5 separate regions of the Mus musculus genome follow, and all the other regions are linked to region 4. The links are chromatin contacts, called in public HiChIP or PLAC-seq maps. All regions are on one chromosome and are shown on one strand. Each heading gives the region's core, a stretch centred on a gene start, on an enhancer-like site or on the middle of the called end of the contact. The rest is flanking DNA. Distances are from core to core; before and after follow the strand shown. Region 1 has its middle 19 kb from the start of Gm39822. Region 2 has its middle 5.5 kb from the start of Gm39820. Region 3 overlaps Cdkl3 (cyclin-dependent kinase-like 3). Region 4 holds the start of Vdac1 (voltage-dependent anion channel 1). Region 5 overlaps Cdkl3 (cyclin-dependent kinase-like 3).

What was found. HiChIP or PLAC-seq counts read pairs in DNA pulled down with a chosen protein or histone mark.
Region 1: a contact with region 4 is called in an H3K27ac HiChIP or PLAC-seq map of extraembryonic endoderm stem cells. The contact joins the enhancer-like site here to the promoter of Vdac1 in region 4. A contact is called at or near these places in 6 of 115 datasets of contacts at active chromatin or transcription factors (double positive thymocytes, extraembryonic endoderm stem cells, memory CD8 T cells and 3 more).
Region 2: a FOXA1 HiChIP or PLAC-seq map of pancreatic cancer cells shows a contact between it and region 4. The contact joins the enhancer-like site here to the promoter of Vdac1 in region 4. A contact is called at or near these places in 1 of 484 Hi-C or Micro-C datasets (Sertoli cells) and 10 of 115 datasets of contacts at active chromatin or transcription factors (T-cell acute lymphoblastic leukemia, acute myeloid leukemia, bone marrow-derived macrophages and 6 more).
Region 3: an H3K4me3 HiChIP or PLAC-seq map of bone marrow-derived macrophages shows a contact between it and region 4, with 5 times the contacts expected there. The contact joins the enhancer-like site here to the promoter of Vdac1 in region 4. A contact is called at or near these places in 1 of 39 promoter capture datasets (the C10 cell line), 1 of 15 datasets of contacts at CTCF or cohesin (the NIH/3T3 cell line), 4 of 484 Hi-C or Micro-C datasets (CD4 T cells, double positive thymocytes, erythroid progenitors and 1 more), 9 of 115 datasets of contacts at active chromatin or transcription factors (the SCID.adh cell line, acute myeloid leukemia, bone marrow-derived macrophages and 6 more) and 1 of 9 other capture datasets (liver).
Region 5: an H3K4me3 HiChIP or PLAC-seq map of bone marrow-derived macrophages shows a contact between it and region 4, with 2.6 times the contacts expected there. The contact joins the enhancer-like site here to the promoter of Vdac1 in region 4. A contact is called at or near these places in 1 of 39 promoter capture datasets (hippocampal neurons), 5 of 115 datasets of contacts at active chromatin or transcription factors (the 230-238 cell line, the SCID.adh cell line, bone marrow-derived macrophages and 1 more) and 2 of 9 other capture datasets (liver and pancreatic islet).

The regions. Positions count from the first base shown.
Region 1 is chr11:51,913,561-51,919,446 of GRCm38.p6, forward strand. No RefSeq gene overlaps it. Among named protein-coding and RNA genes, the nearest start is that of Gm39822, 19 kb to the left of the region's middle. Within about 2 kb of position 2,666, at least 316 of the 459 cell types and tissues checked have an H3K27ac peak or open chromatin away from gene starts, as enhancers often do. A contact at or near this core is called in extraembryonic endoderm stem cells, memory CD8 T cells, pancreatic cancer cells and 2 more, where this site is marked.
Region 2 is chr11:51,872,520-51,878,110 of GRCm38.p6, forward strand. No RefSeq gene overlaps it. Among named protein-coding and RNA genes, the nearest start is that of Gm39820, 5.5 kb to the left of the region's middle. Within about 2 kb of position 1,927, at least 205 of the 459 cell types and tissues checked have an H3K27ac peak or open chromatin away from gene starts, as enhancers often do. A contact at or near this core is called in T-cell acute lymphoblastic leukemia, acute myeloid leukemia, bone marrow-derived macrophages and 2 more, where this site is marked.
Region 3 is chr11:52,053,016-52,058,987 of GRCm38.p6, forward strand. The region is part of intron 13 of Cdkl3 (cyclin-dependent kinase-like 3); the gene reads left to right. Among named protein-coding and RNA genes, the nearest start is that of Ppp2ca, 43 kb to the right of the region's middle. Within about 2 kb of position 3,181, at least 10 of the 459 cell types and tissues checked have an H3K27ac peak or open chromatin away from gene starts, as enhancers often do. A contact at or near this core is called in acute myeloid leukemia and bone marrow-derived macrophages, where this site is marked.
Region 4 is chr11:52,358,632-52,364,092 of GRCm38.p6, forward strand. It overlaps Vdac1 (voltage-dependent anion channel 1), which reads left to right and starts at 2,220. Exons shown (of 9, transcript NM_011694.6): 1 at 2,220-2,521.
Region 5 is chr11:52,025,214-52,030,812 of GRCm38.p6, forward strand. Cdkl3 (cyclin-dependent kinase-like 3) reads left to right here. Exons shown (of 14, transcript NM_001166654.1): 7 at 626-714; 8 at 1,546-1,705; 9 at 1,800-2,128; 10 at 4,629-4,722. Among named protein-coding and RNA genes, the nearest start is that of Cdkl3, 24 kb to the left of the region's middle. Within about 2 kb of position 4,323, at least 7 of the 459 cell types and tissues checked have an H3K27ac peak or open chromatin away from gene starts, as enhancers often do. A contact at or near this core is called in bone marrow-derived macrophages, where this site is marked.

The sequences.
Region 1 (5,886 bases), core at 1,416-3,915, 440 kb before region 4:
AGTTGACCTTTTCTCATCAGTTAAACCCTCCTAGAAATTGCCTCAAAGATCTACCCAAGGGTATTCCAAATCCAGTCATGTTGAGAATGAAGACTGACCAAGACCGCCTTCCCATATACACACACTTACTACCTGCTAAAGTTTCCATTCTACAGCCCCTTCCCTGGTGCTCTGGGCACTACCAGAAGCCCCAAGAGATGCTTCAGGGGTAACTTAAGTCTTCACTCTCTTTTCTCTGCAGCTTGTCTAGACACCCTCTGCCGCCCCCCAAGCAGAGGCACAGGTCCTAGTGGTGTCACCCTATCTCATCAAGGAACCCCTGGGCAATGTACCCCCAGCTGCCTTACTGAAGTGAAGAGAGCTTGACATCAGAGGTCAGCCTTGGCCCATGCTTTTCATGGATTTACATGTGAAGCCTTGCCGGGCCTAGCTTAGGCTATGTCTTGGTAGAAGAATCAACTCTATATACAGCCTCAAGCCACACCCCCTGCCATAGTCTACAACCTCAGATTAGTATGTATCTACCAAGACCACTGGTTCTGCAACATGCAGAAAACTGAGAGCCTTGGATGCTGAATTGGTGACTGGAGCTGAGAAGGAAACTGATGGGGGTGTAGGACCTAGAACTTTTCCAAGTCTGTCAAACTCTTTGTTTGTTTGTTTGTTTGTTTAAGGGTCTCGTGTAGCCCACGTTGACCTCAAATTCACTAGGTAGCCAAAGCTGCCCTTCGACTCCTGATCCTCCTGCCTCTGCTTCCCATGTGCTGGAATCACAGCCATCCTATCACCTACCAGTCTCATTCTTAGCATTCTATTCTTTGTCCCGGCTTTGCCCAGGCTGACACACCTTGGAGGAGGTAGCCGTTGAGTCTGGCTTTCTCAGTGCCTGTGAGTATAGACTCACTCATTCCATCTGGGCCAGAGCCAGCAAGTAAGGCACGTTTACAAATCGGGACTCAAACAAGTTCTAAGGGATTGGGGATTGGGGGTGGGATGGAGAGAGGAGGCTATTTTGTGCTTTTCTGAGGCTGTGACAAAATATCAACCCAAAACAACTTGTCCAGCAAAGAGATTATTTCATCTTACATTTTACAGTCCACCATCAAAGAAAACCAAGATAGGAACTTGGAGAAAGCAACAGAAGCAGAGATCATCGAGGTCTGCTGCTTAGTAGTTGCTTCCCACCTGGCTCGCTCAGCTACTTTTCTTATATAAAACATAGGCCCACCTGCATAGGGATGACACCGCCCACAGTGGGCTGGGCCCTTCCACATTAATTAGTAATCATGAAAATGCTCCACAGGCATGTCCATAGGCCATTCTGATGGAGGCTATTCCTCAATTGAGAATCCCTTTTCCCACAAAAGTGCAGGTTGTCTTAAGGTAACAAAAACAAACTCGAAAAAGGGTCTTCTACATTCAATTCTCTCCTAGAGGACAAAGAGGTTAAAGACTCTGAGAAAGTCAGTAGTAAATGGCCTGTTGGTGTGGGTCATTAGTTTTGTTTTAATTTTATTCATTTATTTATTTTAAGATACTCTCACTGGGTTTCCCTGGCTGGACTGAAACCCTCTATGTAGTCCAGGCTGTCCTTGAACTCACAGAGATTTATTTGCCCCTGCCTCCCATATCATTCTCTGACTAGTTTTGTTTTTGAGACAGAATCAATAGCTAGTGCTGGCCTCAAACTCCCCACATAGTAGGATATAGCTCAGTAATAGGTTTGAACTTCTGACCCTGAGCCTCTGCCTCCCAGATGTTGAGATTGCTGGCTTGAGTCACTGTGCCCATTTTATGCACTGCTGGAATTGAACCCAGGTTCTCCTGCCTTAAGTGTCCTAACAACTGAGGTACATCCCCAGCTATAGATCATTTATCTGTAGAATCCCCTAGCAGTCATCCTCACTGTAAAGTCCTGGGGTTACCCCTGGAGACTTTGGTCACCCTCCCTTCTCCTCCCCCTGAGGGTAGGGTGGGCGTGGGTGGGTGGTGGACAGACACTCCTGTCCTCATTTGAGGATATAAGTTGTCCTGCCCACTGCGGCCTCCACCTGCTGGGGGTACTGAGATCTTTAAATAACCACCAGGGACTCCCCCCTTCTCACACTGTAGCTTGAGTCACCCCAAAAGCTTTCCTTTCCCCCAACATCCCTCTCCAGGGCTTCCTCTCCCATCTGAGTTGCCTCTCTGAGGTCATGGGCACCGCAGACCACATTTGGCAAGAACCTACAGGGAGTGGGACCGCTTCTTGAAGAGCTCTCTCAGAACTGGTGACCCATTGGTCAGCTTCTCTAGCTAGGACTCTACCTCGAACAGAGGAAAGAAACAGGAGACTGAAGGTGGGGACGGGGGTGTGGCGACAACCCAGCACTGGCGTCTGGGAAAAACGAAGAACCTAAGCTGCCTGGATCCCTGAACTTTTTACTCTGTAAATGACAGATGAATGACGTTTCTTATGGAGAAGCCCCTCCCATCTCACCTCCCGCGGTGCTCAATCCCATTCCCCAGAAGGGAACTGGCTATTTCCCAAAACTCAGACACATCCTGGCTGGAGCTGGCTGTGGGCCTGGCACCCCCGGGCAGCTGGGCAGGGCGGGGTGTCCTGGAGAGCCACGGATGGGCCTCACACCCAGGCTGGGCCAGGACACCCAGTCCTTGGCTGAGGCCCAAACCGGCTCTGTTTACAGAATCTGTCAGCCTGGTTCCCCTCCCCCATCCACCACTTCCCCTGGAGTCCTGGGGGCTGGGAGAGGACAGGCGGGGCCAGTGGGAGCCCTAGCCGCCGGCCTCCCCATGAAGGCTCTGATATTCATCTGTTCCTAGCATCCTTTCTTCTGGCGTCCTTCTCTAAGCCTGGAGCAGCACTTCCAACTCTGAGGCAGGTGCATTTCAAGGGGGTTCGGTAGAGACAGAGCTTGCCCCCGAGGGAAGCTGAGATAAGAGGTGCAGAGATAGGCTCGGTGCCCAGCGGTGCCAGGGAGATTCCCAAGGGCTTCCTGGAATTCTCTCTAGACAGAGGAGAATGAGGCTTTCTGCTTCCTCCACACCCCAAACCCGTGGGCCCCTCGGAGCATTTCCAGAATTCCTGGAGGCACCTAGAGCAAAGTGGATTAGCCTGGAGGGTAGATTCGGGACTTTCAGGTCTACGAAGTCCAGTGACGAGGATACCAGGCGAGCCTACATGGTGACTCAGCTCCCGCCAGCAGCAAGGAAGCTCTGCGTCGGAGAGCACCGGGTTGGGGGGGTGGGGGTGGGGATGGGAGGTTGTCTGGACGCCCCGCCCCCTCTGCTCCGGGAAGGCCAGCCCACCACGCCCAGCTTCTCAAACGAACAGCAATTCCCAAGGGTTTTCTTCCTTCTGTGTGAAGTTACTGACAAAAGGCTGGTACTTGCGGAGAACTCTCTGTGATAACTTACCTTCCTTTAGAGATAAGGAAACTGAGGCACAGAGAGTCCAAACTACTGAGTGGCTGGACTGTAGTTTCGAAGCAAAACATCTTTGTCCCAAGTGACACTATGCTAGGTGATAGGGGGTGACCCCCAATGTTATCTTCCTAAAACAGGAACCTGGAGATGCCCGGGGCCTAGGGGCTAACTCTGTTTAAAAATGTGTTATTTTTGACCAGGGTGGTGGCGCTCGCCTTTTATTCCAGCTTTCGGGAAGCAGAGGCAGGTTGATCTCTGAGTTTTAGGCCAGTCTGGTCTACAGGGCAAGTCCCAGGATAATCAGAGCAACATTGAGAAACTCCCTCTCTCTCTCTTTCTCTCTCTCTCTCTCTCTCTCTCTCTCTCTCTCTCTCTCTCTAAAAAAAAAAATCAAAGCTGCAGGAGTGCTTTCTCTAGTCCATTTGCTGACAGCCTGCCTTGGTGTCAGAAGTGCCCCATTCTTGAGTTTCCTCATAGCCTTCTCTATGTTTACAGATTAATCTTTGAGACCTAAGATCTTCTTGTTCAGCAATAGGCCCAGACCCTTAGCTCTTACAGGGGCGGGGTCAAGACTAGGGCAGTGCCACAGAAAGGTAGTGTTAGTCTAGACCTTTCATCCCAGCGCTCTGTAGGTAGAAGCAGGTGAGTATTAGGCTAGCCTGGTCTACATAGTGAGGGGGGAGAGAGAGAGGGTCAGAGAAAGAGACAGAGAAAGAGAAAGACACACAGAGAGACAAGAGAGAGAGACACAGAGAAAGACACACACACACACACACACACAGAGACACAGAGAGAGACAGAGAGAGAGAGAGAGAGAGACTAATTTCCAAATGTTCAAAAAGCAAAATCCAGTGGAGTAGCAGGGCATGGTGGCACACACCTTTAATTCTAGCACTTGGAGGCTGAGGCAGGCAGATCTTTGTGAGTTCAAGGCCAGCCTGGTCTACATAGAGAACTCCAGGCCAACTGAAGCTACACAGTAAGACCCTGTTTTAAAACAAAACAAACAACAAACCACACAAAAGGCACCAATGGGATGAACAGTGTCCCAGGGAAGAAGTGACTCAGAGGGCAGAGAGGAGATGCCCTCTCAGGCCCAGCCCCCTGTGCTATCAGCCAAGCAGTGTCTGCTTGAAAGTGAAGGCTGGTTCTGACAGCTGCAGAGATGGAAACTTTCCCAGACTCTCCCACTTCCATCCCCTTTGACCCCTTTCTGCTAAGCCCTGTGATCTTAATGTCTAGAGACCCACAGGATAGGCGGAAAGAGAGCCACTCCTCATCTCTGCCATGCATCCCTGCCTCAGTGTGTCCCTTGGTCTCAGTGACCCGTATTTGCAGATCTGAGAGGCTCTGAGTCATGGGAAACTCTGAGGAGGGGAGGGAAAAGGAAATGGTGAGATGGGACCCTACTCTGTGGTGGAGACGGTTTGACCTGGCCCTGTCTAAGATAAAAGGACCTCTCAGAAAATCATGACCTTAGGCAAAAATCACTTTAATCTCCCAGGGCCTCTGCAAAATGAGAGAATTCCAATACCAGACATCCTTCCAGGAAAGGCTGATGGTTGTAGCACTGAGTGACTCTTCTGACCAAGCATATGAGGGTGGGTGCCCTCCAGCTGGCCCAGCTTTGTAGGCAAACTGTCTTCTTCTCAGTTGATTCTGGAAGAAGTCAGTCCCCAAGACCAGGAAGAGGAGAGAAGAGAGCAGGGAATTTGAGCAGGGAGTCCATGGGATGGGTTTCCTGTACTGGGAATGGCTCAGGAAACCTGTGTCCTAAAGACAGATGATGCTAAATCCAACTTCCTTGTGCCAGGCATGGCCCTGGGGCTTTCCAATGGGTGTCTCTGTAGGCCTGTTCTATGCAGATCACGGTTTAACCTCCAGGCTACACTCACACACACACACACACACACACACACACACACACACACACACACACACCGACAGTTGTCTTGCAGGCTAGGGTAAGATGACCAGGTTCATTGTGAGGAAGGTCTCAGGGCATCATCCTTCCCTCCAATTTCAGCTGACGTCATAGGCCAGAGCAACTCTACCCAACAGGCTGGCGCTGGACCTTGTACAGAGAGACCAGCATCTGTAAGTGCTGGGATGGAGGCTCCAAATGGTAGAAGTCTTGAGAGTGCACTGTTGGAGGGACTTTGCATAGCAAAAGCAAATTGGAAGAATTTGGAATAGCCCCCACCCTTATTGTCAAGAAGGGATCTCAGACATGCTGTGACCTGGAGCCAGACCCAGTTCCATAAAGTTTTAGAGTTGGGAAACTGAGACTGCCCAAAGTGTTAGAAGATTCTAGAAGACCCAAAGGACTCCTCCAGTCCCTCATTGGCTACTTTGCTGTCAAAATGTGACCTTAGCCAACTCTGGATGGAGGTGACACATGTCTCTCCATTGTGGAATCTCAGTTCACAGAACTGATCAACTCATGGGAGTATAAGTTAG
Region 2 (5,591 bases), core at 677-3,176, 490 kb before region 4:
CTAACTTGAGGCTTTGTGATTTGATGCACACGGTGCTTGCCTAGCAGATATACGTTTTAAACCCACGTTTTTAATCTAAAATCAACATCCAGTTCCAGAGAGTCTGCATTATTTATGCATAGTAAGTAAGACGCAGCTAGAGCAGCCTGGAGTGAGTCTAGAGAAGAATGGTCCCCGCAGGGTTGGTGGGGCATCTCTCTAATCCCAGAGCTTGGGAGGTTGAGGCAGGGTGGCTCCTCAAATGTGTGAGTTTGAGGTCAGCACGGCTTATGTAGCAAGACCCACATGTCACCAAACAAGTAAGAAGGAAAGAGTCCTTATGAAGGTGACGAAGTTAAATGCACGCATGGGCTGACAATGACAGTGTGTCAAGGGACCCTGAGGTCCAAGAGGTAAAGGCACTTTTAAAAAGATTTAATTTTTATTTGACATGCACAAGGGTTGTGATTCTGTGTGAACCACAGGAGTCCCTGGTGCTTAAGGAGATCTGGAGATGACATTGGATCCCTTGAACTGGAGTTATGAATGGGTGTGAGCCACCACATGGCTCCCGGGAACGGAAAACAGGGTCTCTGCAAGAGCAGCTAGGGCTCTTAACCACGGAGCTGTCTCTCCAGCCCCTCAACTGACCTTTTAAAGTCTGCTTATTAGATGACTGAAGGGTTGGAAGATATGTGTCAGATGAAGAGAAAGATGGAAGGGTGTGGTTGATGGTGGAGATGTGACAAAGGGGAGGGAGGTTTAAGCTGTGGCCTGTGATGAGCTGGTAGATCATGGTTACATCTGAATAGGTAGGGAGGATGTAAAGGGCATAGGAGAGAAACAACACCCACCCCATTGTCTTCAGTGTACTTCCCAGAATCTGGGATGATGTTCCGTTAGGAGACAAAAGAGATTCTGCAGAGATGAATAAAATACAGACATTGGCGTCGGGCAGTGGTGGCACGGGCCTTTAATCTCAGCACTTGGGAGGCAGAGGCAGGAGGATTTCTGAGTTCGAGGCCAGCCTAGTCTATAGAGTGAGTTCCAGGACAGCCAGGGCTATACAGAGAAACCCTGTCTCAAGAAAAACCAAACAAACCAACCAAACAGACAAACAAAAACCCCCAAATACAAAACAAAACAAAACAAAACAAAACAAAACAAAACAAAACCAGACATTGGGCCTAGAGATGGCTCAGCAGTTAAGACCATTACTCCTCTCGCAGAGGACCCAAGTTCAGTTCCCAGTGTCCATCTTGGATGTTTCATGACTGACTTTAATTCCAGCTCCCAGGGATCTGGCACCCTCTTCTGACTTCTGCAGGGACCCCCCCCCCCCCATGCCCTTGTGCATCCCCTCCCCCATATACACATACATAAGAAAGAAAAATAACTCTTAAAAAGTTAAGGAGCTTAGTTAGGCTGGGCAGTGGTAGTGGCTCAGGCTTTTAACCCTTGTACTCGGGAGGCAGAGGCAGGAGGATCTCTGTGAGTTCACAGGCCAGTTTGGTCTACAGAGTGAGTTCCAAGACAGCCAGGGCTACACAGAGAAACCCTGTCTTGGGGCAAAAAAAAAAAAAAAGAAAAAAAAAAAGAAAAAAAAAAAAAAAGAAGGAGCTTGTGATGGGCCATGGCTCTGGATTATCCAGGTGAGTCCTCCTATGTCTGTCCTGACCAGATCCTTGGGGGCTGGAGTCACAGACAGATGTAACACGGCCTTTGCTGTGTTCTTCTCAGGTCTCCGTTGTGTCAAGCGCATTCCCACCTCAGGAACTTTGAACTTGCTGTTTCCTCTGCCTGCTCTTTTCATCACTCAGATCTCGGTCCAAATGAGAGCCGGCTCTCTGTTTCCAGATTTTTGTCCTGGAGCTCTGAGTACACTCTGTTCTGGTAGGGCTGGGTTGGGGCAACAGGATGCAAGCTCCTAGCCTGAGCTGGCTGGCATCCTCCCCAGCCCAAGTCCCGCCCAAGATTGCGGGATGGAGCAGTGTGCATGAGTCATCCAGCCACAGACACAGTCCCCTTGTTGGAGGGACCTGAGTAGTTAGGTTGTGGCTAACTCCAAGAGCCAAGGGCTCAGTTGAAAGGGGAGGTTAGGAATTCCCCAAGTTCCTCAGAGTCACACAGGTCCAGGAGGGAACCCGGGAGTGGAAGAGCTGAGGATGGCTTGTGTAGATGGTGCCAGAAGCCCTCTGAAGAGACTGTTGTGTCCCTAACCCACGCTTGAGCAGGCTCTGCCCATGTAGATGGTGCTTACAGTGGACTCACAGGGCTCACTACCCACCTACTGTGGGGGTATTTATCCACCTACTGTGTGCTGAGTATCACTCACACATCTTACTGCAGGTCAGAGCCTGCCCTCCAAGGGCCTGCAGTCTCAATGAGACCAATATACCCACCAAGTCTACAGACTTACTGAGCAGGAGGGGCTCAGAGTTGGGGTGCATAGGGGAGGATGTGTGGGGCAGGTGGGGATGGTCAGTAAGAGAACCTGCCAAAGGGCAGGGTAGGGGTTCACTGCGGGAGGCAGAGGCAGCTTGGGTATGTTACCTTCATAAGGCAGATGCCATGAAGAACCAACAAAAGGAAGAGTTAGTCACAGAAATTTATTCTCTGGAATCTGGAAGCCAGAAATCAGTGTTGACAAGACCTCTTCCTTCTAATGCCTTCCTCAGGGGAGGGTGCTTCTGGCTCTTCCAGCTTCTGGTTGCTTCAAGCATTCTCTGGCCTGTGGCCACATCTCTGTGGTTTCTGCCTTCACCACCACACGCTGTCTCCTCTGTGCCTGCTTATGTGTCTCTGTGTCTTCACATGCTGTTTCCTCCTCCTCCTCCTCTTCTCCCTCCTCTTCTTCTGTGTATTACCCAAATCATCCTCCCTCATACTCAATTTTTCCATGCCTTTCTTTCTCCCCTCCTCATCTCTTCCTTCCCCTTTCTCTCACCTCATGCTCTCCTTTCTCTCTCTTCACCTCCTTACCCCTCCCCCTCCCCCTCCCCCAAAACTTCTTCCCCCCCCACCCCCCGCCCAGTGAACTGTATTTCATTTGTAACCCAGGCTAGCCTTGAACTTACTATGTATACTGTATAACCCAGGTTACCTTTAAACTTACAATTCTCCTGCCTCAGACTTCTGAGTGCTGGCATAACAGGTGCACTGTACCGCTACACTCAGCTTTCAATTTTCCTGTTTTTATAAAGATGCCAGTCATACTACATAGGGGCCCATCTACTCTAATGATCTAATTTAACTGTATTAAATTGGCTTCCACGTAGGGTCACCTTGCAGGTACCAGTGATTAGGACTTCAGTACATCCTCTTGTAGGGTGGGACACAATTGAGCAAGAGCAGTGAGCAAAGGCTCAGAAGGGACAGAGCTCAGGGCCAGATGTGTCCCAGGCTGGCCTCATACTGCCCATCCTCCGACCTCAGCCTTCTGGTACTCATTATCATATCTGGCTTGGCAACTAGGAATGGCCTCATAGGCCCATAGGAAGTGGCGCTGTTAGGAGGTGTGGCCTTGCTGGAGTGGGTGTGGCTTTGTTGAAGGACGTTTATCAGGAGGGGGTGGGCCCGTGAGGTCTCAGAAGCCAGACTTAGTTGGCTCACTTGCTCTTCCTGATGCCTGCCAATCCAGGTGTAGAACTCTTAGCTCCTTCTCTAGCACCATTTATGTCTGCCTGCAGGCTGCCATGCTTCCTACCATGACAATAATGGACTAAACCTCAGGAACTGTAAGCCAGAACCAATTAAATGATTTCCTTTATCAGAGTTGCTGTGATCATGGCGTCTCTTCCTTCACAGCAATAGAACGATACCTAAGACAGTTGGCAACCTGTCTTCTCAGGGAATCCTCAGACACTGACATCACTGTGTGGGTGCCACCTCTGGTGTAGGGCCCACCTCATGTACTGCCCAGGGCTCAGGTGGGGCGTCCTTCACACTGTTCCTTGCAGTCTCATAGAGTGCCATGTCCAGTCTGGCCTTAGAGCCTTGAATCTGGCCCCTCACCCAGATCCTAAACGCTTTTCTGCCAGACTTCCCACCTGGGCTTGGATGTCTTCGCCACAGGGTGCACACAGTAGCAAAGCTATCCGGACGCCACAACTCCTGACTGCTGGGTGGGCTTTTGTTTTCGGGACCCCACCAAGTCCCTCCCAGCATCTTCCTCCAGCCACTCAAAGACCCACAGGTTCCCCTCGGCCCTACCTAGACCAGGACTATGGTGGATTACAGGCCGGCTGAAAGACCCTTGGCCCAACCGTGTCCCTTACCTGCCTGTCAATGTCACCCCGAGAAGGCTTAGGCCCCGGGAATAGCTGGGTATTTCCCCTTCAGGAGCCTGTCAGGCTGTTGGGAGCAGGTCCTAGGCCTAAAGGAGAACGGTCGCTGGAGCTGGGAATGGGCTCTTCTGTGGGGCTTACCCACATCAGCAGCCTTTGAGGTGAGGGAAACCAGGCAGCCCTGGCTGGCAGCTGAAGAGGTCTCAGGCCTCCTCGTGTATGCCTGAAGCTTTAGGGCTCTCCCTCCCTCCGGCCTCTTTCCTCATCCTGGCTAGCACATAGCCCTAGGCATACGCCCAGCCTCTGGCTGTTAGTGGCCTTTGGACTAGGGAAGTTGCAGCTCCTGGGGCCCCATGCCAGGCTGGCACTCATGGCAATCAGGGAGAGGCTCAAACTGTAACTCTGTAGCACCCACAGGGCCTTCAACCAGCCAGTACTGTTCCGCCTTTTCTTGCTGAGAGGTGGAGTTCTGAGCTGGACCTGGAGGACAACTGGGAAGGGAAGCATACAGGACAGACCTGGCTGCAGGCACCATGTGACCACTTACCCTCAGCCCTCCTGTGTGGTGCTATGGAGTTTGACCTCTGGGTGGATGGAGGCCCTAGCTACTCCTGCATCCTTGGGGCAGAAGAGAGTGAGGTGTGCTCATCACCAGATGCCCCAGGGGCCCAAAGACTCATTTAGGTGGGTGAGCCAGCCATGTGTAATACAGAACTATTTCAGGTCTCTGAACCGCTAGTCTGTCTAGTCTGGGGTTGCCCAAAATAGCCAGTTAATGGAAGCCAGTGTCTGCAGGAATGGTTAGGGTCCCAAGGCTCCTGTTGTCCAGTTCACTTCCAAGTGGGATGTTAGAGGTTAGCCTGAGCCCCTGCTCCTCACTTCTTCCCCTTCTCTCATCCTGGGCATGGCTTGCTCTGCCACCTAGAAATCCCGAGGGGATGCTGGGACTCCTCCCCTAACAAGCTTCAAGACAGTAACCATGTAGCTGCCACAAGCAAAATGCTCCTTAGATAAATGGCTTTGTGGGAAACTTCACGGTGCCTAGGAGAGAAAGGGCTTTGAACCTGCTGCTCAGGTGGAGGAGCCATCTCTGTACCAGGCATGAGCCCGTGCAGGAGGTCAGGTTGAGACAGCTGGGTTGACTTCTTTCTCCAGGATCATCCTTCATGCCCTTCTCCTAAGGAGCACTGTGATGTAGGGCCGTTTACTTTACCACACAATGCCCAGAGTGTTATGTTTTATAACAAGATGAGGAGCGAAGGAATATTTTTGGTGGAGGTGCAGTCAGGTGTGGGGGAGCGGGGTACCCCTGAGGGCCCATGCTCA
Region 3 (5,972 bases), core at 1,931-4,430, 300 kb before region 4:
CCAAGTCTTGAAGCACACAGGCCTTTGGGGATACTTACAGAATCCACAGCGTTTGGGGACCTAACTCTGTACTTTAAGAAGCCAGTCAAAGACAGTGAACTCCCAGAACACCGAATGACGGAAACAAGATAAAAGTATTCCTAAATTAAGAAAACACACACTTTCCTGAGAACAGTAAGAAGCTTTGTTTCTGCCATGAGAGAGCAACTACATGACACTCTTGCTTGGTAACAGAGAACAAGACATCTGAACTGAGTATCGCAGGCACTGAGTGGAGGAGAGTCAGCCTCAGGAGGGGTGAGCCTTATGGTCATAGAGGGCTTCTGCCTAGAGGCAGCTGCTGAACCACAGCAGTGAATGGAGACAGAGCATTCATAAAGGGAGAGCTCTGCAGGGATACCAAGGCAGGCTTGTTCTTGGGTGGACTTCAGAAGCTTGACTGCAGTCATCGTCATCAGCATTGCCAGCCTGCCTTCAAACTGCCCCACAGCCCAGGTCTTTGTCCTTCAACTTTTCTTTCCCTTGCAAAGCCAGATGTGTTTCGCAATGCATTGCCTCGACCTGGCACCCTAGCTCCTTTCCCAGTTTCCCTTACAGCTTTCCTTGGTTTCCTACAGATTTCCTTGGCAAATCTCCTGAATTACGGGTTCTCACTTTCGATCCGTTTATCAGACTATGGAGGCCAATACATTGGTGCCAAGAAAAATAAATGTTAAGCTGGGATCTGAGTCTGGCTGACACACCTTGGGGTGGACAGAATGAACATCATTCTGATTGTCACATGAGCCATAAATAGATCCTGGCACAAACTGGAGCTTACAAAGTATTTCATAAATGATGACTGAAGGGTGTTGTATTAGAGAGGAATTCTGTGTTGGGTGTGATCAAGAGGCCTGCGAAAGACTGAAAGGAGAAAGAGAAGATCCACAGAGACAGAGCTGACGCCCTCGGAATTCTGCTGGCCCTTGCCAAGGGACAAGTGACTGAAAGCTCTTTTGAAGATTTATGTGTGTGGGTCTGTGCATGCAGGTGTTATTGGAGGCCTGAAGAGGGTGTCAGACCCCCTCGTTCTGGAGTTACAGGTAGTTTTAAGCCATCCAACATGGGTGCTGGGAACTAAATTCAGGGTCCCTGCAAAGAGTAGCAGGCTTCCTTAAGTGTCAAATCATCTCTCCAGTTCCAGACTCAAAGGAGTTGAGGCCAAAGCCAGTGGCCTTGGAGTTTTATGGAATCTCAGCAGAACACCAAATAGCTGTACAGTGTTCGGGGTCGGGGTGGGAGGTGTAATTGTTAGAGTTGTAGAACTTCAGAGGCTCTGAATGCCCAGCACACCAGAGGAGGGAAAGCCCAGAACTCAGAAACACAGAATGGGGACATCTAGGTGGATGTATGCAAGGATGCTGATGCAGCAGCTCTTGGTTTCTGTGGGCTTTTGAAGGAGCCCAGTTTTCTTTGCTTCAGCAGTTGCCCTGACTTCTTACTGCTATGCTATGTCAAGGACTTAAGTTGAATCCAAGTGTAGCTCCAGTGAAAACATCCCAGACCTGATTGAGGAAAGAAGAAACAACAAAAGAATCCAGAGATGTAGCTTGCATGTGACAGGAGCCAGGGAAGGAAGAACCCTGGAACTAGTTGTTTAGGGTGTTTAGTCAGAGATGAGAATGTATGGCAAGATAAAGACAATTTGAGTTTTTAACACGTTTTCTCAGGATGTAGATGAGAAGGCAGACTTGCCACTGAGATGGCTCTAAGAAACTTGGAAAAGGATCTCAAATCTCAGGGAAAGGGGAAGGCCTGTACTGCATGTATAATGACAGAGGATGGCATAGCAACTCTGAGCAGACATGCTAGGAAAAATGCCCAAACAGAGAACTGTGCTCCACATGAGGCTACAGAAGACAGTACCCATCCAGCATGCCCACAAGGAAGCCCCGCTGAACAGTAGTGTAAGCTCTGAAAACCATGGCAACAGAGACTGATGCTTTCCCAGAGAACAACAACCAAGTCCTTCATGTGAGCCTCCTCTGTCCTGGGAGAACTCAGATTTCATACTCACAGTGATAATATAGAGCCTGTGTATAGCCGTGTCTACTGCACGTGAATTCTTGCCTGGGGGTTATAATTAATCCTTAGACATGGAATCATACACCTTACAACACTGAACCTCTTCACAGTGAAGGAGATGGGGATATGGGGAGTGGCTCCTGATCATGGGCTCTTCTGGTACTGTCACACAGAGTCCCATCCTAAGGCATCCAGCCTTGTGAGATGCTGGACCAGCCTTTGTACATCAGAGGAAATGCAAAGAATGATGGGCTATTCTGTGGGCTGTATACTAAGTCAGAGATCTTTTAGAGTACTTATCCAACAGGCAAGATACTTGAGTGTGGGAGTCAGGCATGGGACCAGAAGTAGTTCCAGTGACCATCGCTCCTAACATAGGGGCTCACACACCACTTAGAGTGTGTTGTGTTCCCATTCCTATAATCTTGAGCTTTGGAGACATGGAATTCCTCATCTCAAAAAAAAAAAAAAAAAAAAAAAAAGGGCATGCTCCTGTCAAGTCCTAGCAAGATTCCCAGTTAAAAGTTATAACTGCCAAGGCATTTCTTGTGTCCAGAGACTAGCAGACAGGAAGAAAGTCACCATTCTGACAGAATAAGAACAGGCTGCTGTAGTCAGCAGAACTGGGCAGGACTACGGTGTACCTTTTAATTTTTTCAAAGTCTACTTTTTAAAAAAAAAGATTTATTTATTTATTATATGTAAGTACACTGTAGCTGTCTTCAGACGCACCAGAAGAGGGCATCAGATCTCTGTTACAGGTGGTTGTGAGCCACCATGTGGTTGCTGGGATTTGAACTTCGGACCTTTGGAAGAGCAGTCGGGTGCTCTTACCCCCTGAGCCATCTCACCAGCCCCAAAGTCTACTTTTAATGATGGTTCTTAAGTGCTTTAACCTCCCTTTTAGCCCACCACCCACCAGAGGTGGTGGGAAAGAAAGGATATGGGGGAAGTGGACCTGTTTAGAAAGGTTCTTTGGAACAGCTCCTACAGGTCAGCAGCAGCAGCTCGATCCACTCACAAACACTTCAGGGATACATCAGCAGTCCAGTTCGGTAGAGTCAGGATAGCGAATATGAATCAGCAGTGGTGGCTCTACCCAGCAGAGACAGCCAGGCCTCAGCCTCAGCCTCAGCACGAATCAGCAGCATGAGGGACCCAGAATGCCAAGAGTTGTACTCAGCTGTGTCTCTCTCAGTGAAGCAGAGATCAGCAAAGACTCGAGACCTACAGCATTTCACAGCTTGCTCTATAAGCAAGCCTAGCTCAGCCTCTGTCACTATCAAGTTCTATTTATACTTCCTCCAAACGTCATGTGTCCTCCATGGGTCTTGCCTCAGCACTCGCCTTGCTTGCTTCAGTACATGTGTGTGTCTCAGCTGACATCACTCTGCCAATCAGCCCAAGTCCTTGAAATCGACAAGAAAAAAAATTAGATAATGGCACACCAAGAAGTTTTTTTGGTGCATTTCTTTCTATGGGATCCCAAGAAATGCAGCTCAACTCCAGTGTAAGGCCGACCAATACATGTTTGTCCTTAGCAAAGAACCCATCACATGTCCTTTCACGTGCTTGCTTTAGCAGAAGATCCTTTTCACCTGTGTCTGCTTCAGTGAAATGTTCCTTCACGAGTCTGTCTTAGGCCACTTAGGAAAACACTCCTTCATGTGCTTGCCCCAGCGAAACACCAGCCAGCACAATTGACCCTCCTTAGAACCCTTATGATTCCACTTCATTCCTGTGACATGAAGAGGACAGAGTGGTGTATGTGTGAACAAAAAGTAGCCATGTCAGTGTCTCTTGCTGTTACTTCACAGTTCCGTTAACTGAATGGACATACAAGGCAGCCTCCAACTGGGAAGATACTCTTGCCAAGAGGGTCAGGAGACTTGGAAACAGAGGTTTCTGCACCATCATATTTGCCCTGAGAGCTTGTAAAGACCCAGTTGTTAGTTCAGTGGACCATGAGACAGCTGGGGTCTGAGCTGCTGGCCTGAGATCAGCTGTCTGTTTCCTGAATTCTCCCCAGGAAGAAAAAGTAATGGGAACCATGGAAATGACCCTCTCTCCAAATTTGGAGTAAATGTATTTTGGTGGATATTTGGGGGCCTCCAAAACGTACCTCTTAGACTTGGGGAGAAGTTGTTTCCTGATAGCCTCACTGTTGCACCCTGCAGTGCAATACTGAGTTTGCATTGAGGCCACACTTCCTGCATTCATCCCTGACTGGCTCCTCAGGAACCAGAAGGTTCTCCTCCTCCGGAGAACACAGGATGCTACTGGAGTCTTTCCCCTTTCACACAGGTCTGATCTGCATTGCAGCCGGCCTTCCAGCTGCCTCTGGCTCCTTTCTCACTCTTACTGCAGTTCCTTGGACAGATGTCTTCTGTGGCAAGTCCCCTTCTTGCCATATGGCTTTTTGTGCTGTCAAGCTGACAAACTATGCTGAGGGGAGGAATTTACAAAACCAAAGAATCAAAGACTATGCTTGTCTTGCATGCATGATACCCTGGTCTGACATCCCCCCGAATACCCCACAATCCAAATGGAGCTTTCTAAAGCCAAAAGAAATGATACATCTCCTTAAGACAAGTAGAAAATACTCAAATTAGATGATAAGGATCAAAATGAAATTAAACAAACAAAAAATAACAAAACGGGGAAAAGTGAAGTTGAGACAATATTAAGGGAACATGCTCTTGTACTCCAGAAGGAAGAGAAGGGGGAGAAGAAATAATAGCTGAGATATTTTTAAATGTGAGGAAAACTATAAGTCCTCTATCTGGAGATATTTAAATTGCTAGGAATTAGAGCATTAAGTCACAAGATATATAGATACTCACCAATGACCATGTCACTCTGAATGTGCCTGATCTCAGAAGATGAGCAGTATTGGCCCTCAGTGATACTTGGATAGGTGAAAGGGACGTGCCATCCACAAGGAGGCATGTGGTGAAGCACCAGGGCTTATGGGGGGTGGGGGTGGGGGGAGAGGCTGGTACATGGAGGGAAACCAGGCCAGACTGTTTACTGTGGCATCTTGGGAAAGAACAGGAGAGACAAGGTAAGAAGTTGTAAGGTGGGAGTTTGGTTTTGTTTAGATATTGCTATTGTTGTGCTGGTTGGGAACTCAGTACACAGCCCACATTGACCTTGAACTCATGTTCCTCCAGTGTCAGCCTCCTGAGTGTTGGGAATACCGAAGTGTGTTATTAGTTGGCTAGAATGGGCTGGCATGAGTCATGGTGGAGGTCTTGGGGTGAAGGGGCTCTCCTGCATTGTCTCCTGACTGATGCCGCTGTGGTTAGAGCAATGGGAAGTGCTCTGAGTGTATGGGGTTGGAGAAAATGTGCATGGAGGATGGGCTGTGGGTAAGTTGTGAATGGCACAATGGCAAGTGAGAGCTGTACTGTCTCTAGAATTGTCTCATGCCGGGGAGGGAGGCAGACAATAGTCCCTTGAGGATAGGAAGGGACCCGTGTGAAGAAGTCTATAACTCAGTATGATCACTGTGTTAGCTGGTTTTTATTTTCAGGAGGGATTCCCTAGATCAGATTGGCCTGTGGCTACATTTGTGAGAAGCTGTCTTGACTGTTGATTGATGTGGGGCCTAACTGACCGGTTATGGGTGGCACCATTCTTAGGCCATTGGACTTGGGCTAAGAAAGCTGAATGTGAACAAGCCAGTAAGCTGCCTTCCTCCACAGTTCCTGCTCCAGGCTCCTGCCCTTGGGTTCCTGCACTGACTTCCCTAATGATGGGCTGTTGTCAAGAAGTATTAGCTGAAATAGATCCTTTCTTTCTCAAGGTGTGTTCTGTCATAGTGTTTATCACAGCTCAAAAAGCAAACTCAGAGAATTTACTCAATTCTTAAAGTGAGCAAAGGAATTTGCATGGGCTGAATTGTA
Region 4 (5,461 bases), core at 970-3,469:
GACTCAGGACATCCTGCTGTTTCCCTAAAGCTTCTGGATTTCTTAATTTGAATCTGCAAGTAAGAACCCGACTGGCCAGGCTTGGATCAGGTTTTCTGTCTCAGGCCAATCAGCTTTGGCAGACTCCGTAGAGGGGAGGCTGGGCAGAGTCCAGTTTAAAAAAAAAAAAAAAAAGGTGACTTGCTTTTCCCCTCCCTGCAGGCTGTGACTGGGAAGAAAGATCAATGAATAACATTTCTGGTGCACTTGGATTTCAATCCCAGGGGCTCCCAGGTCTCCTCCCTATTCTGGCTGATTTTCTTTGCCTTTCTTGTGTGGCTAATTCTTTGGATTTAAAACCTTCCCTTCTGGAAGGAAAGAGATTCATAAAAGTCAGGTTCAGTCCTCAGCACTAGAAAGTTAAAAACAAACAAACAAACAAACAAACAAAACCCAAAACATACATGGCTTGGGAAGTCCAGCTATCGGACTCACGAGGTCCCTCTAGTCAACAGTTGCTGGAGAGGGAACTCTTGAGCTGCTGATAAGTCATGCATTGGTCCAGGGATGCATGCAGGTTTGTTAGTTGGGGGCCTTTGGGGTGATCTTTTTAGTTACCTTGAGTTACCTTGTAAATAAATTAAACACTTTCCCTGGTTTGCCGACGTAGACTTTGGGTGGAATTCTTTAATCTGTCATCTGTGCCTTCTCTACCGCAAATAGCTGTCTGTCTCCCCAGCAAAAGTGACACAAGCCACTCGCTGAGTTTTAGGTAAGTGCCTTACCAGTCCTCTGCATCTCCATTCATTTTAAATTAAAACCAAGACTCCCAGGGCGCTGAACGGAGGTGGCGCACACCGCCTTTAATCCCAGCACTTGGGAGGCAGAGGCAGGCGGATTTCTGAGTTCGAGGCCGGCCTGGTCTACAGTGTTAGTTCCAGGACAGCCAAGGCTATACAGAGAAACCCTGTCTCGGGAAAAAACAAACAAACAAACAAACAAAAAACAAAAACAAAAAAAAAACCCAAAAAATAAAACAAAACAAAAAAAAAAACCAAGAAAGACTCTCAGGGCGAAGTTCCGAGAAGCCAGACTTTCTGCCCACCCACGACACACAGCCCTGGGCATCAGGGCTCTGGGTCAAGTGTTAAGATTCTTGGAGACAAATCTTGTGTCCCCAGGTCTTGTCCTTCCGACTCTGCCTCCCTGTACGCCCCTGTGACTCAGCAGCTTTCCCTGCCTGGCTTTAACTCCGGGAATGGGCTGGGTGTTTGTTGCCGGGTAGATAGAGCTGCAGACTTGGGAACAGGTTCTTTCTAATGCAAAGCAAGCCCTGTACCACGGAGCTATCTGTTTGCCCACATTCTATTTCGAAGGGCTTTCCCTCATAGTCTTAACTAGATATGGGCTTAGGCCCCCTTACATTCCCTCTCCTCGGCCTCTCTCTCTCTTGGTTCCCTTCCTTTAGCCCACGGAACAGCATTTTCAATCTAGAGTGGCTGCGGATGCCCAGCTGTCTTGTTCAGCTACAGCAGGTTGTGAGCAACCACCTGGCGTCTCCTCTACTGGACCCCAAATGCCTGAATTCTCCTCGGACGTCTGTTAGTAGAAGGCAAAGGGTGTGAAGTCTTCACTCACATGTGATTTCACAAACTCTCCAAACCTGATTTGGTTAGTCTTGGTGTGGCACGCTCAACAGGGCAGGAGGCCACGTGCTGAGACCAGGCTGGGAAAAAGTGTCCGCCCTCTCTACACTGCAGGAAAGCAGACATCCAGAACCCGCGTGACCTCACGTAGCGAGACTCCGCAGTCTCACAAACCCACTTTGTCTTTTTTAATTTCTTAAATGCTTGGGAAATGGCGGAAAGAGGCTTTGACACTAGGGAAGATTGCACGCAACTTTACAGTGCGGAGCCGGCTCTCGGGAGAGTTTAATTTGCAACTGACTCGCTGACGCACGCGGGCGTGTCGCAGGCTCCGGAAATCAAGGTTGGAGCAGAGGGGACAGTAGCCGCTCTGACCTATACAGCGCCACTTCCAGAGCCCAGTGTCCCCACTGGGCCTCCGAGTGACTTGCAGCCTCGGCGACTCCGGCGACACTATCCGCTGAGGTCCCTAGGCCACCGCTCTGTGTGCCGGAAGCTCCCCTCCCCCTCTTCCCAAATGCTTCCAGCAGCCTGGAGGCTGCAACAGTGACCCGCGTGTCCCCGCGCACGCACACACCTCACGCACGTCAGACCCACGCCTCCCTATCGCCCCGTGCCAGAGTGCACGCAGGCCTTTACGCGCGGCCACACATGATCACAGAGCCGCAGAGGGCGAGAGCGCGGCTCGCGAGTGGGAAGAAGACCCCGAGACTGGTCTGGGCGCTGTCCGGGGTGGAGCCGAGGGCGGAGCTTCGGGGTCCGGCGCGCAGAGCTGGGGCGTGTCCGCGCCGCCGCGATCTGCGCCGCTCCGCCCTCGGCCCGTTCGCTGCGCTCCCAGCCTCCTCGCCGCAACCCCCGCCGTAGCTGCCGCTGCTCCCGCCGTCACCGCCTCCGAGGTAGGCGCAGCGGAGAGGGCCTGGGCTATGCCTGAGTCCCCAGGGCCTCGGGTCGCGCTCCTGGGAAGTCTCCAGGGAGGCGATCGAGGGAGGTTCGGGCGAGGGCGCTGGGCCTAAGCGCTTGGCCCCGGGAAGGGTGAACCAGGGACGATCATTGCGGGCCTGGAGGGGCAGCGGGCTTGTAGAGGAGGCCTGGAGGGCGGGCGCAGAGCGGATCTCCCAGATTCTAGCTCGAGCGTTCAGAGCACCTGCATTTGGAAGCCAGGGGCGGTTCGAACATGCGAGGAGCGGAAGGGCAAGGGCGGCCGCGTGGAGGCCCGGCGGGCCGCGGGTCTAGGTGACCTTCCCGGCGGCGCCCTCTGGCTCTAGATCCCGTCGGTGTGGATCTGGTAGAGACCCTCCCACGGCCCAAGCCCTTCCCCACCAGCTCCAAGGGCCTGTGCAGACCCAGCTTCCTCCGCCGAGAGGACGAACTCCAGGCACGGCCATGCCCTGGATCCCCCAGCCCCTACACGCCCTAGCCGGCCCACGCCCGGAGTAGGTGGCGCCGGGTCCCTCCCGCGCATGCCAGTGTCTTCCCGGGCGGAACGGGCTGCCCTGAGTGGACTTAGGCCGCAGGAACAGGGACCTGGGCCTGGACTGAGAGCGAGACCCCATAGGGAGCCATACGCTTGGCCTCCTTGGCCTCGGGGACGGAGTCCGTGTTCTGTGTCGCCAAATGCAACTGTGCATTCTGGAAACTGTTTTCAGGGCCTGACATCAGATTGGAGGCCCGCAACTCTACACGGTTTGTCCAAGGTCACACTGGTAGGAAGATTTAAAACTTCAATCTTCTCATCTGCGAAATAGGAGCAATTATATACACTTCACTGAGTTTGGGGGAAAGAATAAAATGATCCGATTAACACGAAGCCTTGGGGCATGCACAAGGACACCTTAGAAACCTTGACATTTGCCTAGGAGACCTAGGAGCTTTTGGGGAGGGTTGAACTCATCCTCCACAGACTTTTATTTTATTTTATTTTTTATTCCACATGGTGTACAGGAAGGGACTCCATGAATATACAGGCGTATTATTTTAATGCCATTATTACTAATGTCAGAAGCAAGCATTTGTGCAGCACCAGGTATTGAGTCATTGGAGAATAATTCACGAGACACTGTCAGTTTGCAGATTGACAGCTGTCAGGCTGGAGCACTAAATCTGACTGCAGACCCAGAATGCAGGAAGAGTGTGGGCTTAGCTCAGGTGTGTGCTGTCCAAAACTTCTCTTTCCTTGACCAGAGATATGGGTGAGGGGCTTAACTCCGGCTTGTTTACTAGCAAGCCAGGCATAACTGCGGAGGGCCTGCCTGCTTTTCTCGGGACTGACAAAACTGAAGGGCCAAACTCAGGCTTGTCTTCAGGGACTTGGGTGGGACCACTTGGCACACATTAGGTGGTTAAGAAAGGTCTGTGGGGTAAATTCATTTTTAAAAAATGTCTATTTAATGTGTGCATGCTTGTGCCTATGTGAGTTTATGTACATACATGCAGGTGTGAGATGCCTCATGTGGGTCTGGGAATCGAACCTGGGTCTTCTGCAAAAGCAGTAAGCACTTTTTTGTTTGTTTTGTTTTTGTTTTGTTTTGTTTTTTTGAGACAGGGCTTCTCTGTATAGCCCTGGCTGTCAGCAGTAAGCACTCTTTTTTTTTTTTTTTTTTTTTTTAAGATTTATTTATTATTTTATGTAAGTACACTGTAGCTGTCTTCAGACACTCCAGAAGAGGGCGTCAGATCTCATTATGGATGGCTATGAGCCACCATGTGGTTGCTGGGATTTGAATTCAGGACCTTCAGAAGAGCAGTCAGTGCTCTTAACCATTGAGCCATCTCTCCAGCCACAGCAGTAAGCACTTGTAACCCCTGAGCTCTCTCTCCATTTTTTTTTCTTTCATACCACTCTTAACTACCCAGGCATGGTAGGTGCACATTCAATCGTGGAATCTTAAAACAGCCATTAGATGACCTAGACAGCTCACTCACTTCTAGAAGCTATCCTGTCCTAGCCGAGTCATAGATGTCATAAGAGCTGTAATCGTACATACTCACCTACAGCAGTAGTCATGAGAGATGAGAAACAGCTCCTTTAGCATTCTACAACTTCCCAAGTCCTGGGGGAACTTGTCCAACTGGTGTTTCTGGGCTTAAAGCTAGAGAGTGATATGGGTAGATGGGATTCTGGCCAAAGCTGTGGGGCCTGTAGCTTCTTCCCTTTCTGACAGGTGTGGGGGTATGACAGCTCGAGTAAGGTGCCAGTCCCCACTTGTAGTAGCTCACAGCTGATTCGCTTTATTTCTGGTTTCTAGAATGAGGCTTTGGACAGGGGCTGTCTGGGGCCATGCGGTCCTCATGCTGGACCTGAGCCCCTAGGATTCCGGAAAGGTTGTACTGTCGTTGTAGCTTTGCGCTTTCCCCAGGTTCCTTCGGTACCTGAAAGGATGGCAGAGGCATGCTTAGCTAGACCTGGGTGTGGGTCTCCATCCCGCAGTTAAGTCACAGCATGTGAGCACTTTACCTAGGGCTGAGCTAGAAAAAGCTCCAGAGGGCAGCCTGGGCTCTCAGTTCTGATCTGACAAGAGCCACAGAGTCTAGCTCAGGTGAAATAGCTTTCTCGTGTCTTAGTTCCTCTGTTATAATGTGGTGGATTGATTGATTGATTGATTGATTGATTTTGGCTTCTGTTTTTAAAAAAATTAATTGTTTGGAGGTGGCTAGCACATGTGGAGGTCAGAGGTCAACTTCTGGTCTTCCTGTCTCCACTCAGGCCTTGGGATCACCTGGGTCTGCAGTAGAACTGTGACTGTCAGTGCTGGCCATTCTGGTGTTCTGCGGCCCTGCTGTGTATACTTGGTGCTTGGGCACCAGTCCTCCGCTAGTATCCCCACACTGCACTGCTG
Region 5 (5,599 bases), core at 3,073-5,572, 330 kb before region 4:
CATGGATTTTATTTTATTTTATTTTATTTTATTTTATTTTATTTTATTTTATTTTATTTTATTTTATGTGTATTGATGTTTGCTTGCTTGCATGTGTGTGTACCATGTATGTTTGGTGTCTGCAGAGACCAGAAAGGGGATTTTTATGGAAGGCCTGAATTCAATCCCTAGATCCTACAAGGTGACGAGAGAAAGCCCACAACAGAGCTGTTTTCTGGCCTCCTTGTGTGACCATGGGATGCACATGCTGACATTCACACAAAATAGTAACTTTTAAAAGTTGCTAGAGCTGGGCATGGTGGCGCACACCTTCAGTCCCAGCACTTGGGAGGCAGAGGCAGGCGGATTTCTGAGTTTGAGGCCACTCTGGTCTACAGAGTGAGTTCCAGGACAGCCAGGGCTACACGGAAAAACCCTGTCTCCGAAAAACAAACAAACAAACATAAAAGGTGCAAGAGTAAATTTCCTAGATAACTTAGTGGTCAGAATTTCCTGTTAGAAACCTGCTTGTTTACAGACTCTGTTAGCTCTGGGTAATAACTTTGTCATATGTCAAATGTTAAAGACTTGATTTTAGGGGCAGAACCAAAAACCTCATCTTTTATTAGACTTTTTTCTTTTTTAGGCTTGTTTACAAATTGATCCTGCTGAGAGGACATCATCTACTGATCTTTTGCGTCACGATTACTTTACTAGAGATGGATTTATTGAGAAGTAAGCATTTGGGGTCTTTCTAGTATTTTATATTAGGGGACTTACTAGAAGGGAAATCACTAGACAGAGCAATGTTACAAAACACAAATATTCAATTTAACAGAAGCCTAAGGGGGTTACTACGTCAGGTACTGCCCAGGTACATGGTAGGCAGCTAGCTTTTGTCACAGGGCTACAGGATTTGGCAGTGTACTACGATCCCATGCTACAGCTGCAGTTTCACCTCAGACTAGAGACCATGTTTAATTCAAGAGCTTTTTAAGGGTTGATGTCATTTACCTTTAAAGGGTTTATTTTATGTACGCACATGTGCATGTGTGGAAGGAGGCCTGTGTAAATGAGAAGAACAGTAGAGCTCCCAGAGGTGGAGTTAGAGACGCTGTGAGCCCCCTAACACGAGTGCTGCAACTCGAACTCTGTGTCAGTCTAAAGACGTGAAGAGTTTCTGTAGCAAAACTCAAAGTGACGTTTCAATAGATCCACGTCTCAAAGGGAATCTGATGTAAGTCTGTTTTATAAGTTTTATGTGGTAGATTTCCCCAGCAAAATGTCCGTAAGATCTGCTGCCTGCACACACTTATTATAAGGTAAATAGTTACACCATCTTGGCTGGATATGGTGACGCCTGTCATCCTAGCACTCAGGAAGATGAAGCTTGATACCAACTTAGGCCACACAATGAGATCCTGTCACAAACAAACAAACAAATAAAAACAGTGCCTTCTCTTGGCACCAGTTACTATTATACAGCATCTTAATGCTTGATTGAATGCTTCTATTAAAATAAACCATATAGAAAAGATGATTGCTTAATATTGCTTGATTCATCAGATTCATACCAGAGCTGAGAGCTAAATTATTACAGGAAGCAAAGGTTAATTCATTTATAAAGCCAAAAGAGAATTTTAAAGAAAATGAACCTGTGAGAGATGAGAAGAAATCAGTTTTTACCAACACCCTGCTCTATGGAAATCCATCACTTTATGGCAAGGTGAGCTCCTCCTTGCCCTTTCGTTTCAGCCTGTGTAGCTGCACAGGCTTAGGACGCTAATGACAGCAGATTCTCTACATCTCTCCTCTTCTAGGAAGTGGACAGAGACAAAAGGGCCAAGGAGCTCAAAGTCAGAGTCATTAAGGCCAAAGGGGGCAAAGGAGATGTCCCAGACCAGAAGAAGCCAGAGTATGAAGGCGACCACCGCCAGCAGGGCACAGCTGATGACACACAGCCCTCATCACTGGACAAGAAGCCTTCTGTCTTGGAACTGACAAACCCTCTCAATCCCAGTGAGAATTCTGACGGTGTCAAAGAAGACCCACACGCTGGGGGTTGTATGATAATGCCACCTATCAACCTGACAAGCAGTAATTTGTTGGCCGCAAATCTCAGTTCAAACCTTTCCCACCCCAATTCACGGTGAGCTAGAGTGAGAGGAGACTTGATTAAGTCAACTGTCCTCCTGTCTGGTGCATTGCAGGCCACTTGGACAGTGACAGTGTAGGCCAACTCTGAAAAGGGTCTTCTCGGGTAGCAATCGTGTAGTAGCAGGGCATTCACTGAGGAGTTCTTGGGAATGTTGTTAAATGAGAAGTTTTTTTCTTATTTATATAGGTATTAAACTTTTTTTTTTTGAGACAAATTGCCACAGAGTCCAGACTATCCTAGAACTTGCTTTGTAACCCAAACTGGCCTCAGATAGTGGTCTCCCAGCCTCAGCCTCCTCAGAGATGGGATTGCAGATGTATGCCATCATGACCAACTTAGATATTTAATTGCTCACTGATATCTTTGGGATAGACTTAAAAATAATTATTTTGCCGGGCATGGTGGCGCACGCCTTTAATCCCAGTACTCAGGAGGCAGAGGCAGGCGGATTTCTGAGTTTGAGGCCAGCCTGGCCTACAAAGTGAGTTCCAGGACAGCCAGGGCTATACAGAGAAACCCTGTCTCGAAAAACCAAAAAAAAAAAAAAAATGTCTGTATGTGTCCCTAAGTATTCGTATGAGCACCACCACATTCATTCAGTGTCTATGAAGGCCATGGGGCATCCCCTGGAGCTGCACTTACAGGCTATCGTGAGCCACCCAATATGGGTGCTAGGAACTGAACCCAGGTCCTGTGCATGGACAGTACTCTCAATGGCTGAGCCTGGAATATCTTTTTTAAAGAAAAATATCTTCTATTTGAAGAGAAAAGGGATGGTTTCACTTAAGTTTTTGGCATCCATGTGCCTTGGTGTGTTAGTCTACTTAGTATTGCTATGCCAATAACTGATACTGTATGGACATAGGCTGCTTCATAGCGTTGTCTGGCTCATGGTTATAGTGACTGGAGCATCCAGCAGCGTGATGCCACTGCTCTGGCAAGGGCTCCTTGGCTGTTTTACATCATAGCAAAGGAGGAGGCAAGAAACTGACCACATGTAGGAATAACGTGTGTGCCAGTACAGGAGAAAGATTTCAGGGAAGGTGCCAGGGTCCTTTATAAAGACACTCTTTTTTTTTTTTTTTTTTTTTTTTTTTGGTTTTTCGAGACAGGGTTTCTCTGTGTAGCCCTGGCTGTCCTGGAACTCACTCTGTAGACCAGGCTGGCCTCGAACTTAGAAATCCGCCTGCCTCTGCCTCCCAAGTGCTGGGATTAAAGGCATGGGTCACCACGCCCGGCCTAGAGAAATTATATTCTTTTTTTTTAAGATTTATTTATTATGTATATGTAAGTACACTGTAGCTGCCTTCAGACACTCTCATTATGGGTGGTTGTAAGCCACCATGTGGTTGCTGGGATTTGCACTCAGGACCTTCAGAAGAGCAGTCAGTGCTCTTAACCATCTGAGCCATCTCTCCCGCCCCAAGACCCTCTTTTATGGAGCATCCCTCAAGTGCAAGAATGCCTCCTAAGGAAAAGATCATCAATCCATCTTGAGATTTAGTCACCTCCTTTTTGAGAGTCCTCACCACTTGCAGGCTCCACCCCTCTCACCACAGCACACTGGGAACAAAATTCCAGTATTCGGACCATTGGAGGGCAAACTATATCTAACCATAGCACTCAGTACTGCAAAGATAGCTTTATTTCTGCCTCATAGCAGATTCTCTCAATGGAGAAAGAATAGTCCAGAATAAGGCCTTCATAGCAAATAGCCTTTCAGTTGTCAGGCTGTTGGTAGGAAAGCAGTGTCAGGCCAGTTGTAGGTTTAGAGCCTCTGCTGCAGATTGAGAGACTGATAGTGAGGTTGCTGGGGTTGGGGACTGGTGAGAGACAGTGTAGACATCAGGTCTTTTTGCAGACTTACACTAGAAGGTACCAATGGCCCAACCAGAGGCCGGCAGACTGACTTAGGCTATGGGCTGTGAGGATGAGCAGTCTGTCTGGATCAGCCAGTGGACTTGTCTGTAAGTCCAAAGGCACATTGGACCACAGGTTGCAGTAACCTAAGTGTTCTTGAGGTGATCTCTGAGATGCACTGCCAGTAAACCATGGTTGTAAGCCAGTCTCAGACAAGTCTAAAAATGCAGAACTCCAGAAGTTAAATGGTCCGAGTTTAGAATAGGTACAGGGAACAAATGGGCCCCAAGAGTCATTTCCTGACGTCTTCACCAGCAGTTAGTCACGCAATGCTTGTCCTGGTCTAGAGTTCTCAGAACTTCAGACTCAAAAGTGTTTTCTGAGACTCAGTGTTCTAATAGTATCGAGGCTAGCCTGGTCTACAAAGTGAGCTTCAGGACAGCTAGGGCTACACAGAGAAACCCTGTCTCTAAATAAATAAATAAATATCCTCAGCCAGCCACTTGAGTGCCAATGTTCTTGGTGTTTATAGCCTGGCCCACTGTATATAACTTACTTACTTGTTCTTAACACTAACAGAAGGACAATTCTGGGAGGTTCTAATCACTTCTCATTTATTTTTAATTAATAGGTTAACTGAAAGAACAAAAAAGAGACGCACTTCTTCACAAACTATTGGACAGACTTTGTCTAATAGCAGACAAGAGGACACAGGTCCCACACAAGTAAGACAAGATACTAGTATTAAAATACGAACTTTGGGCTGGGGAAATGTCTCGGTGTGTAAAGTGCTAGGCGAGCAAGCACAAGGCTTGGAATCTGGATCCACAACACCTTGTGAAAACCTGGGCACGGCAGTCCATGCCTGTGAGCCCAATGCTGAGGAGTCAGAGAGGAGGGTCCTGTAGTCCATGCCTGTGAGCCCAACACTGGGGAGTCAGAGAGGAGGGTCCTGTAGTCCATGCCTGTGAGCCCAACACTGGGGAGTCAGAGAGGAGGGTCCTGTAGGCCATGCCTGTGAGCCCAACACTGGGGAGTCAGAGAGGAGGGTCCTGTAGTCCATGCCTGTGAGCCCAACACTGGGGAGTCAGAGAGGAGGGTCCTGTAGGCCATGCCTGTGAGCCCAACACTGGGGAGTCAGAGAGGAGGGTCCTGTAGTCCATGCCTGTGAGCCCAATGCTGAGGAGTCAGAGAGGAGGGTCCTGTAGGCCATGCCTGTGAGCCCAACACTGGGGAGTCAGAGAGGAGGGTCCTGTAGGCCATGCCTGTGAGCCCAACGCTGGGGAGTCAGAGAGGAGGGTCCTGTAGGCCATGCCTGTGAGCCCAACACTGGGGAGTCAGAGAGGAGGGTCCTGTAGGCCATGCCTGTGAGTCCAATGCTGATGAGTCAGAGAGGAGGGTCCTGTAGGCCATGCCTGTGAGCCCAACGCTGGGGAGTCAGAGAGGAGGGTCCTGTAGTCCATGCCTGTGAGCCCAACGCTGGGGAGTCAGAGAGGAGGGTCCTGTAGTCCATGCCTGTGAGCCCAACGCTGGGGAGTCAGAGAGGAGGGTCCTGTAGTCCATGCCTGTGAGCCCAACACTGGGGAGTCAGAGAGGAGGGTC